Regions from separate parts of the Mus musculus genome. Here all the other regions are linked to region 1. A link is a contact called in public HiCAR-type and promoter capture Hi-C data. All regions are on one chromosome and are shown on one strand. The core of a region is the stretch at or near the end of the contact, and the rest is flanking DNA. Distances in the headings are between cores, read along the strand shown. Region 1 has its middle 13 kb from the start of Gm46788. Region 2 has its middle 24 kb from the start of A630075F10Rik. Region 3 has its middle 27 kb from the start of Zfp217.

What was found. Promoter capture Hi-C pulls out the DNA fragments that hold promoters and counts their contacts. HiCAR-type assays count read pairs that join an accessible place to other places.
Region 2: a contact with region 1 is called in a HiCAR-type map of embryonic stem cells, with 6 times the contacts expected there. The contact joins two enhancer-like sites. A contact is called at or near these places in 1 of 39 promoter capture datasets (cranial neural crest), 2 of 115 datasets of contacts at active chromatin or transcription factors (embryonic basal ganglia and embryonic stem cells) and 1 of 9 other capture datasets (embryonic stem cells).
Region 3: a contact with region 1 is called in a promoter capture Hi-C map of embryonic stem cells, with 9 times the contacts expected there. The contact joins two enhancer-like sites. A contact is called at or near these places in 5 of 39 promoter capture datasets (cranial neural crest, embryonic stem cells, frontonasal cranial neural crest and 2 more), 2 of 484 Hi-C or Micro-C datasets (embryonic stem cells and nephron progenitors) and 1 of 9 other capture datasets (embryonic stem cells).

Annotation. Positions count from the first base shown.
Region 1 is chr2:169,309,904-169,313,696 of GRCm38.p6, reverse strand. No RefSeq gene overlaps it. Among named protein-coding and RNA genes, the nearest start is that of Gm46788, 13 kb to the right of the region's middle. Within about 2 kb of position 2,101, at least 6 of the 459 cell types and tissues checked have an H3K27ac peak or open chromatin away from gene starts, as enhancers often do. A contact at or near this core is called in embryonic stem cells, where this site is marked.
Region 2 is chr2:170,044,957-170,048,548 of GRCm38.p6, reverse strand. It overlaps a transcript of Tshz2 not described here. Among named protein-coding and RNA genes, the nearest start is that of A630075F10Rik, 24 kb to the left of the region's middle. Within about 2 kb of position 2,033, at least 18 of the 459 cell types and tissues checked have an H3K27ac peak or open chromatin away from gene starts, as enhancers often do. A contact at or near this core is called in embryonic stem cells, where this site is marked.
Region 3 is chr2:170,102,431-170,106,130 of GRCm38.p6, reverse strand. No RefSeq gene overlaps it. Among named protein-coding and RNA genes, the nearest start is that of Zfp217, 27 kb to the left of the region's middle. Within about 2 kb of position 1,485, at least 10 of the 459 cell types and tissues checked have an H3K27ac peak or open chromatin away from gene starts, as enhancers often do. A contact at or near this core is called in embryonic stem cells, where this site is marked.

The sequences.
Region 1 (3,793 bases), core at 852-3,351:
TGCACAGGGAAGATTACCTTTCTCTGATGGATGTCGGATGTAAGACACTTCTGCTTCCAGAACTGAGTGTGGGCATCTGTTTCCTGATGTACAAGCCCCAAACGGGTCCTTCACAGAGGGCTCGGCTGAGAAGGATCAGAAGTTATTTTCCCTACAGTAAGGCATGTGAGTACACATGTAAACAGTGCTGTTGACCAATGACCAGCATTATGCTGGAATCACATGACCTCGGCTCCGTGGTATGGGTAGTGTTGGTGATAGAGGAGAAATAGCTGTTTGACGGTGGGCTGCGGGTGATAGAGGTTACTGCCCATTAGAAATGTGTGCTCCTCTAGCCCAGCAAGCTACCCCACTCCCTCCTGTTCGACTCCCTGTGTCGATCAAGGGCCTCCTCATACCAGCCACCCCTCCTGTCCCCCAGTAACCCCTGACTCACTCAAGCCCAGCCCTCAGGAATCGCCATTCATTTCTCTCTTCCTTTCTCCCACAGCAAATGTCTACTGCCCTGGTAGTTTTAACTTCAAACTTCATTTCTGAATCTTCCACTGAGCCCTATCTCTGATGACTCACAACAGTCGCCCCTGGCTTCATTACCTGCTTTTGTTTTCTCTACTTAGTAGGCCATAGTTACTAATGTAGAACAGAATTCACCTAATTTCTGTCCTCACACTCCTTCTATGAGGCGCCACAGCATGCTGACTTAAAGCCTGGGCCTCTCTCATAGGCAGTTGCTCTGCTCCCCTCTTCCATCGCTGGCCTTTCTAGGTCACTCTTGTTCTTTGATATTAGGGACTTTAACACTGGAAGGCCTCAAGTCTGTGTTTTTGCGTGTGACTTTGCTGGCCCTACTGTTACGTTAGTATTTGTAACACACCTGAACATCCCTAAAGCTGTGGACAGACTGTATAGCATACACACATACACATACTCATACATACACACACACACACACACACACATACATATATACATACACACACACACATACATACACATGCATATATGCACACACATACATACATATACACACATACATACACATGCATACATGCACACACATACATACATATACACAAATACATACACACATATATATAGATACATACACACATATACATACATACACACATACATATATACATATACACACATGCATCCATACACATACATACATACACACATACATACATACACACACATACATATATACACACACATAATACACATATACAGAGATGTCAACAGAAGACAAACATTTCAAAATTCCGAAGGTGCTGGATTTTTTTGTGTTAGGAATGTTCAACTACTAAAACCTCTATAAACATTCCAAAATCTGGAAGCAAAACTCAAAACTTCCAGGCGTGGACACTTCCATACCCACAGGTTTCACATGCAGGCCCCATCGGACCTGAGGGCCTGTGTTTTGACACAAATCCTCCCCTTGGGTTCTGCTGCTGGGAACACAACCTAAGGCACTTCTTTTTAGAAAGAATTTTTCCTGCCATGCAGGAAACAGATAGCAGAGTCATGTGTAAGTGTCCAGGGTTATCCAGATGTGAATGACATGGCCAGACAACTGAGCATGCTCAGAGAGTATGCCACGCACGAGGCAGCCCCTATGAGATGGGATCCCAGATACGTATAGCACAGCGAATGAGGAAGAAAAGACCATGAAGGGCAAACTCAAGACGTATGCAAATTATCTCTCAGGAGCCAAGCAGCTCTTCACCGTGGAGAGCGAGCGGATGTTCTTAGAATATCAGTTAATAATAGCAAACATCCCCGCTAACGAGGGCTGCAGACACACAATAGAATTTAATCGCCGGTACCACAGCCTCACAATGGGAAATTACAATGCCCTGAATAGAATAGGTTTCATTTTTCAAAGTGAATATTTTGCCTTTACAATCTCTCAGTGCCAACGATGCTCTTGGATTAGAACTGATTAGAGAGTCTTTTATCGAGAAACAAGGCTCTTGGCTGTTTACACAGATTGCTAAAGCTTTATCCAACTGAAACAAAAACTCTTTACACTCCTCTCCATCCTGCCTCTCCCAGAGCCTTTGATTATCTAGAGAGGACTTCCGCTGTCTGTCTGTTTCAGCAAGGCATCAAGATAGGAGGAGAAACAAGAGCTCTAGGGAGGTGCTGAGAGCTGAGATCCACTCCACCCACCCAGCACTTGGGTGGGTCCCAGCATCTGGTTCATACTCTCCTGGAGTGACTCAGTACTTACAGATCCATACCAGGACCTACTGCCTGCCAGGCTCCGTTATAGGCGTAAGCCTAAAGAGTAGCCCATCCCAGTCTCTGACCACATAGATTATAAAGTGTATTCCTTGCACTGGTAAAATTAGGGGGTAAAGCAGAAAGAAGCATATGTTCCTAATGGGTTTTCTTTTCAATTTCTCGGTATTCTGTAAATGTCTGCCTTCTTTCTAATGTTGTCCATTGCAACTCAACTGTGTGTTGTATGTATTCTACAGAAATCATTATGTATGATCACAGCAACTCATTCTTTTTGCCTCTTAAAACGGATTTTGAGAATTTCATGCACAAGCTCTCTTTACATCATTGCTGTCCCCTCCTTCTCATCCCCCAACTCCTCCTGTGTTCTTTCCGCTCCTCGTGACCTCACCTTAAACTATTAGTGTCAGATATATGTATGTGTGTGTGTGTGTGTGTGTGTGTGTGTAAAAATATAACCTGCTGAGTCATTTAGCATTGCTCGTGTGTGTCCTTGTGTATACCTGTGTATACATGTGTGTTTGTGGTGTGTGTCTGTGTGAGTACATGTGTATGTGTACATGTGTGTATATGTGTGTATGTGTATGTGGTGTATTTGTGAATGTATACGTGTGTGTGTGTGTGTGTGTGTGTGTGTGTGTGTGTGTGTGTGTGTGTGTGTGAGTGTGTGTGTGTGTGTGTATACACGTGCGTGCGTGTGAGTGTTTAAGGCTGGCCACTTGGGATTAAGTAATTTATGAGGGGACTCATTCTTAGAGAACACTGATCCTTCCTCTCTCAGCGTCCATTTACTTGTAGCTCTTCATCTAGGGATATAACCTGGAGCTGGAGAGGTGAGACAGCGGTTAAGAGCACTGACTGCTCTTCCAGAGGTCCTGAGTTCAATTCCCAGCAACCACATGGTGGCTCACAACGATCTACAATGGGAGCCTTGCAAGATCTCCTTCCCCTTCCCCATCTATCTGACATGTTGGCTGACGTTGCCATTGTGCAAGTCTTGCTTAGGTGACCATATTGTTGAGATTTCCTGGATGCAACTCTCCTGACACAATTAGATGACATCATCTTCCTGCAGGCATCCTAGGCCTCTGGTCCTCACAACCCTCCTGCCCACTCTTCCATGATGTCCCCTGAGCCTAACGATTTGGGGATTGCATGCACATGCATCAGTTGGGTCAATCTGTACCACGGTCACTTGTCCTCAGGTAGAGCCGTTGATGGTCTCCCATTTAGAATCCTGTTACTCAAGTGTATTACTGAATTCAAGTCTTCCTCAGACCTTAGGTAATTTGGTTCCTATACATTAAACAACAGTCCCAAAGAGGCTGCTGCAGATCTGTGTCATCAAACCCAATATTTATGCAGGGACATGTGACCACTTCTATTCAGGGGGATAGATAAAGATAAATACATGTGTCTTGATTCATACTTCTCTGTGTGTGTGTGTTTATCAGCTTAGCTTAATTTTGGCTATCACACAAATGGCAAAAATCTGAAAATATACCATTTGGTTACAGGGTGCTTTGGTTTTGTTACAACCCCCCCT
Region 2 (3,592 bases), core at 784-3,283, 730 kb before region 1:
AGGCAGCTGGCCTGGATATGTACCCAAAAGTGTGCTGGAGACATTGATACACCCTGTCATGTGTCTAGGGAATGGTGCCACCCACAGTGGGCTGGGTCTTTCTACTTCATTTAACAATCAAGGCAATCACCACACAGACATGCCCATAGACTACTATGATCTAGGAAACCTCAGTTAGTAAAATTAAAAATTAATTCTTTTTAAAACAGTAATATTAGTAGAAGTAGATCCCAGCCAAACCCCCAAGGGTGTAAGCCTTTTACTGTGGGCTTTGTCGAGGTTCACGAACAGTTGGGAATTATATGCAGACAAGAAGCAGCAACCCCTGTGGTGTTTGAAGCTCTCTGTTGCCACGGCAATAACTCATGCCTTCCACGTATTTTTTCTTTTACCTATACATTACTTTCAATGTAAGAAAAAAGAAAAAAGGAGGGAGGTCTGAAATAGCAGAGGAAATGGGACATAAAGGAAGGGGCAACACTATCGATGTGTCTCACATCATTTTAGCCAATACGAAGCAAGAAAGGCAGAGCCATGGCCTCCCAACATCACAGTTAAACAAAAGCAGAATCAAGACGCGTCCATCCACTGATGGAACAGTCCAACCGAAAAACATTTGAGAACCTCTTTGCCATAGTTTTCTTTCTGTTGCTCTGATAAAATAACATGACCAGAAGCGACGTAGGGGAAGAAAGGTTTATTTAGCTCACAATTCCAGGTCACAGCCTCCATCATCAAGCAGAAGTCAAGGCCACATGTTCCATGAGACTAAACTGAGGAGGACAGAGAATGAGTGTACCTAAGTCCACTTGCTTCCATTTAGCTCTTTCCTGCCTTGTATCGCTCAATACTCCCTGTCTAGAGAATGGTGCCACCCACAGTGGGCTTTATCTTTCTACATCATTTAACAAACAAGATAGTCGCCATGCACACATGCCCATAGGCTGGTATGACCTAGGAAATCTCCATTCAGGATCTCCCAGGTTTCCCTAGGTTGTGGCAAGTTGACATTTAAAATTACCCATGATTCCTCCTAGTGCAGCCTGGGCTCAACAAGAAGGTCTCGGCAACTATTTTTACAAACGTGGTTTCTGTTCTTGTCAACAAAGAGAAAACAGGACCACATAATAAAAAGTAGATTAGTGTGGGGCTGGAGTGATGGCTCAGCTGTTAGGAGCACTGGCTGCTCTTCCAGAGGTCCCTGGTTCAAGTCCTAGCACCTATATGGCAGCTCACAACTGTCTCTAACTCCAGTTCCAGGGGATCCAACATCCTCACACAGACATCCATGCAGGCAAAACATCAAAGCACTGCACTTTTTTTTTAAAAAAATTAAACCAATGTTGCTGAGGGGAGGCAAAGGCTGTTTAGGAGGTTTTTAAACTAAGGGATAGTTATGGGCACTGGAATGATAGATACCCAATGCAGGGAGGTGGGAAACAGGCTCCACAAGGAAGTAATCATTCTAATTGATGAAGTAGGAGCAAGCCTAAACCTACGGAGAATCTCAGTAGTGAAACTCTGAAGGCGGGGCATGCAGGGTTCCTTTCGCATGGAAGGAGCAATCAAGTGAAACACTGAGGGCTGAACTGGGTGTGGTCCCTCATGCTTGGAATCCTGGTGCGGGGCAGCTGGAAGCTGGGGGGTTCACAGTGCTGAGCCAGCCGCGTGTGCAACATTGTAAAAAATTCTGTCTGAAGGCAAAACACAAAACGAAACAAAACAAGATGTAGACTTGTTTAGGAAATACTTTTGTGTTAGCTTGACACAAGCTACAGTCGACTCAATTAAGGAAATGCCTCCTTCAGATCTGGACAGAGGGATACCTTGAGGGCGTTTTATATATTAGTGATTGAGGTGGGATGGAGGGGGAACAGCCCAGCTCATTGTGGGTGGTGCCATCCATGGGCTGGTGGTTCTGGATTCTATAAGAAAACAAACTAAGCAATCCAGTAAGCCACACCCCTCCATGGCCTCTGCATCAGCTCCAGCCTCCAGGCTCCCTCCCCTTGGCTTCCCTCAGTGGACTGTGACCCAGGATATGTAAATCAAATTGTCCCTTTCCTCCCTGGGTTGCTTTTTGGTCATGATGTTTCATCACAGCTATAGGAACTCCAACTGAACCAGGGTGAGTGATAGTCCCTGTCTTTGCTTCTCTACTCTGTGCCTTTCTAACTGGGATGTAAACTCAAGGAAAGCAGTATTCCGCTCCCAGATTAGAGGCAGCCGAGGGTCTGCAATGGGCCTAGGGCACAGAGAACGCCTCGTAATCGCTTGTAGGATGAGCTGGTGCTGGTTACAGTCAGTCATAGACTTTATCTGCTCACTTCACTTCGCCAAGAGCTTTTATTACTTTCATTTTCTCTATATAGGCGGTCTGCCTGCATGCTGTGTGCGCCACATGTAGTACCCATGGAGGCCAGAAGAGGGCGATAGATTCCCTGGAACTAGAGTTACAGATGGCTATGAGTCACCACGTGGGCGCTTGAAACTGAACCTGTGTCCTCTGCAAGAGCAGCAAGTGCTCTTAACTGCTGAGTCATCTCTCCAGGCCCGTCTGACTGACTGTCTACCTGTTTGTAACCAGGAAGGTCTTTCCTTAGGAAAGAAAGGAGGAGCCAATCTTGCTGCTTGCCGGAAGTATCCAGTTGAGATCTGGGTTGCGTGTGTGTGTGTGTGTGTGTGTGTGTGTGTGTGTGTGTGTGTGTGTGTGTGTGTGTGTGTGTGGTAGGGGAGCACATTTGAGGGTGTGGCGGTCAGAAGGTCAGGCAACCTTGTTTGAGCATTTGTCTGTTGTTTGATGCCTCCTATACCTGACCACAGGCTTCCAGGGATTCTCCTGGCTCTGCCTCCTCTCATGGTACAGGAGCACTGGGATATCACGTGGCTTTGCATGGGTCCTGGGGCTTCCGGCTTGTGGTTTATCACTGAGCTGTCTGTCCAGCCAGAGTCCTCCACTTTTGATTCCATGGATCCCCTGTTGGCTTGCCTGGCTGTCACTAACAATGATTATTATAGAGTGACCATTCTAGCAACTTAGAAAGATAGTTCTTTTTAATCTCCCTTATCAAGTGAGGAAAGCATTGTTTGGATAAAAGTCATATGTCCAAAATCATGTATGCTAGAGGGACACTGAATGGTTTCTTCCTGTTTCAGGGTATCTTGGCTAGCACTACAAAGTCAAAGGCCTGTCTCATGTTTTAACAGAAGTTACCAGACACTACTTAAACCATGCCATCAAAGTGAACTTCACCCGTGATAAGACATGTCAGTGTCACGAAGCTCCTGAGAAGGGCACACGTCTCTATGGTATTACAGTGGGAACCCTGTCCTCGGGGCACGACATGGCTGTTGCCATCTCGAATCAGAACATCTGTGGTGAGCCACAGGAGTCCCTCGCAAGATTGAGGTCATTAATGTTTTCATTAGACATCTGCCCGAGATTCCAGCCACTGTTCTCCGTCCCTCCCTTGGCTTCTGGTAACCATGCATCAGTTGGTGTAGGGGCTTGGGTGGGGGTAGGGGACTCCTGTGTAAGGGACACAGAATGTTGGCTTTGTGTGGGTCTCATCCTGGAGTGGGACTTTCAGGT
Region 3 (3,700 bases), core at 236-2,735, 790 kb before region 1:
TATTCCGTAGAGCAGCAAGCACTCTGAAGGGTTGAGCTCTCTCCACCACGAGAAATGGAGAGGGTTAGAACTCACTTTGAGCAGGGAGAGGGGGAGGGTTTTTATTTTTATTTTTTTCCTTGTTATTTTCATCTTTTAGGGTGTGGAGCACGTGCACACACCCACACACACCCACACACACACACCCCTTACTGAGTTACCCTGCTCTCCAGCTCTTGCCTGTCCACAGTCTAGTCTGACTTTCCCAGTGGTCCGAACAGGGGGTGTTCTGTGTGATAATTAGCACCATGACTTCAGCCCACTCTACATAATGCAGTGCTCCATCTGCATTGACCTTTGTCGTTGTTGCCCCAGAATAGCAAAATTGTTAGAAATTCGGCTTGTCAGGTTTCACTAGACCTGCTGGGTCAGGCACCACGTGGGTGGGGCAGCACCTAGGTCCTTTGCAGGCAGGGACTGGGTTGTCCTAGGATCGGATCCTTCCTGAGGACAGCCATGGACTGGACTCCAAACGGAGCAGAGAGCAGCTGTCTAGATCATAAAGGTGAACAATGTCATCCTGCAGTTAGCTCAAACATACACATCTTTGAAAACTTGCCCTGGTTGTCAGTTGTGGGTGCGGGGGCAAGGGAATGGTCTTTGCTCCTGCTGGAGCCATTGGTGGTGACACTTAATAGTTTTAAGGGAAGAGCCTGCAGATCTTGTTTTGCTATTTCCCCCAGCGGCATCAGAAACCCAGTTTAATTTAGAAAAAGAACAAACCAGGCTGAGAAGGTTGCCAGAGTACTTGCTTAGAGCGTTAAGCCCTGGCAGGGGAGAGCTATGGTGGGCATGTCCAACATACATTGTTATTAGACCGAAGGAGGCTTTGTCTCCTTGATGGCGTCCTTGATGGCATCCTTGATGGCGTGCCTATGTCAACAGCAGGCATTCCAACAGCGTCATTCACTCCGGTCTGCTCACTACCTGTTAGGATGCCTCCACCTTCTGCCTAGCAGTGGAAGCGGGCAAGTTGTCCTGTGGCGGCTCATCCCCAGAATCCCAGCGTGTGGGAGGTGGAGGCAAAAGGACCGGGAGTTTAAGCCTGGTCTGTCTCAAAAAGACAACAGACCAGCCAGCCACCAATAAAAACCCCAGTAGATGGTCCTGGAGGGGAAAACTTTCTAACCCTGAGAGGAGGAGCCTCTGGTCCTCCATGCAGCAGTGTGAGAGTTGAACCTGTCTCTTCTGCTCTACCATGCCTCCTCCTGTCTGTCACTTAAAAAGATGATCCCAGGGTTCTGTTCCGAGTACCCTGCAGCTCACAAGCCAAGGGTTGATGCCCGCCTGCATGAGGGCTTTGTATGTATGTATGTATGTATGTATGTATGTATGTATGTATGCATGTGCACCTGTGTGCGTGGTGCTTGAGGCCTGAAGAGAGCATGCGATCCCTTGGAACTAGAGTCACAGATGGTTGTGAGCCACCACGAGTGGGTGCTAGAAGCTGAGCTCTTCCTCCGGAAGAACAGCCAGTGCTCATGACCACAGAGCCATCTCTCCATCCTGTAGGGCTTGGTGTGTGCACGTGTGTGTGTGTGTGTGTGTGTGTGTGTGTTTGCCAGGTATGGTGGCTTAAGCCTTTAATTCCAGCATCCAGAAGGCAGAGGCAGGTGGATCTCTGAGTTCAAGACTAGCCAGGTCTATAGCTCTAGTTCCAGTACAGCCGGGGCTGTACAAAGAAACCCTGTCTCAATTCACCCCCCCCACCCCAATTTAAAATTTGTTTTAATCTCTTTTTTTGGGGAGGGGGGCAGGGTCTTAATGCAACTCAGGGTGGCCTTAGACTATCATGTAGCTGGGGACAATCTTTATTGGCCTCCACCTTGACTGATGGTTGTGGCTCAGTTGCTATCTTATTCTGTCCAAATTAATACACTCAAATCTTACAACTGTGATACAGGGTTGTGTTTTAAGTTTCCCTATGTGTCTGACATTTTTGCTAATACGTATCAATCTCGTAAGTTTAGGAACGGGCCAAAAATCTTTCAGTCCAAGTGAACGGAAGCTTCAAACCTTTGCCACACGGTGGCGCTGGCATCAGGCACATGGCACTCTGTGGCTGCTCCTTCCTGGTGCTGAGAGTTCTGTGTGACCAGAGTGATGTGGCTTTGGGTTTTCGAGAGGATGCACAGTGGCTCTGGCAGCCAATCCTGTCCGCGAGTAGTATTTTTCACAGCCCTTGCCATCCTGATGAAATTGCTCTCAATAAAAAAAATCTACCAAGTCAAATAGTCTGTCAATGGTTCAAATCCCCCAATAGTACTGAAGTCTGGATAGTGGAAAATAAGGATCTACATTCACCCTTCCTCCACTGCCTTTTCTCCTGATTGGATGACTGTACGAGCTTGTGTGGTGTGTGTTTGTGAGTGTATGGGAGAGTGTGTGAATGAATGTGTGTGTGCATGTATGTGCATGTGTGCTTGTGTGTGGTGGTGACCTTTGCAGAGCTTCAACTCGTGTCTAGTCACTCTTGCGTTTGAATCTTCTCCATTTCAAAGGCACTTGGTGAGGTGGTAGAAGGATTCGGGAGGATCAGGAGGTCAAGGTCAAGGTCAAGGTCAAGGTTGGCTACTGAGCATCTTTGAAGCCAGCCAGTGCTACACTGCTGTTTGTCCCAAAACCAACTCCCATTCTCACACACAAAATGCCAAGCAAACCGAACAACAACCAAAAACAGCTTAGTTGGCGAGTGCCTGGTAACAGGCAAACCCTAGGTCCCATCCTCAGAACCACATTCTCTGGGTTTGGAGTTGTGTGGTATAAAGGGTTATCATCTGAGCCAGACCACTGCCATGTTCAAGAGTTCAGCTCAGCACAACAAACTTGAAGCTTTTGGGCCTCAAACTCCCCGCATAGGCATTACACAAGCCTCTACCTCCCGGGTGCTGGGATTACAGGCATGCACTGTGTTGCTAAAATTCCTTCCTTTTGGGAAAATTCCTTCACTACTCCTGAGGACCCAATGACAAACCAAGGTGTGATTCCAACAAAGTTCACCCCGAGGGTGAGGGATTAACAACAGGTGTGTGGGTGATCTTAAACAGCCACACTGGACGGTCTGCACCTAGCAGGGATGAAGGCTACCAAGGGGCCACATAGACTGAGCCCTGTTGCAGAATCCTTTCCCACCACCTCCTAGCTCGCTAACCCCATGGACAGTTAGAGCAGAATAACATACAGCTAGTTGGGCAGGGTGTATATGCCAGTGTGGGTGTCATGCCAGTGTGGGTGTCACGAGCCTCCCTGTTCTGTCCTTCTAAGAGGAAATGTCTAGAGTCAACAAGCCCAGCTGTGATGGTCTTCGGCTGTGAGTGATGGCACATGACTCTAATCCCCAGCCTTCAGCGTCAGCCTGGGCTACCAAGACTTGAGCCTTTGTCTCAAAACCTAGACAGAGCGAGAGGAATGGTGCAGAGCTTAAGAGTGTGAGACACTCTGGTAGAGGGCTTGGGTTTGATTCCCAGCACCCACGTCGCAGCTCCCAACCACTGGTGGCTTCCATTCCAGGCGACCCAATGTTCTTCTCTGGCCTTTGTGTACACTGGGCAAGCAAGCAGTGCACAGGCACATGCAGGCAAAACACATATGCATAAAATAAAAACAAGTTGGGCTGGCAAGATGGCTCAGTGGTTAAGAGCGCCGACTGCTCTTCCGAAGG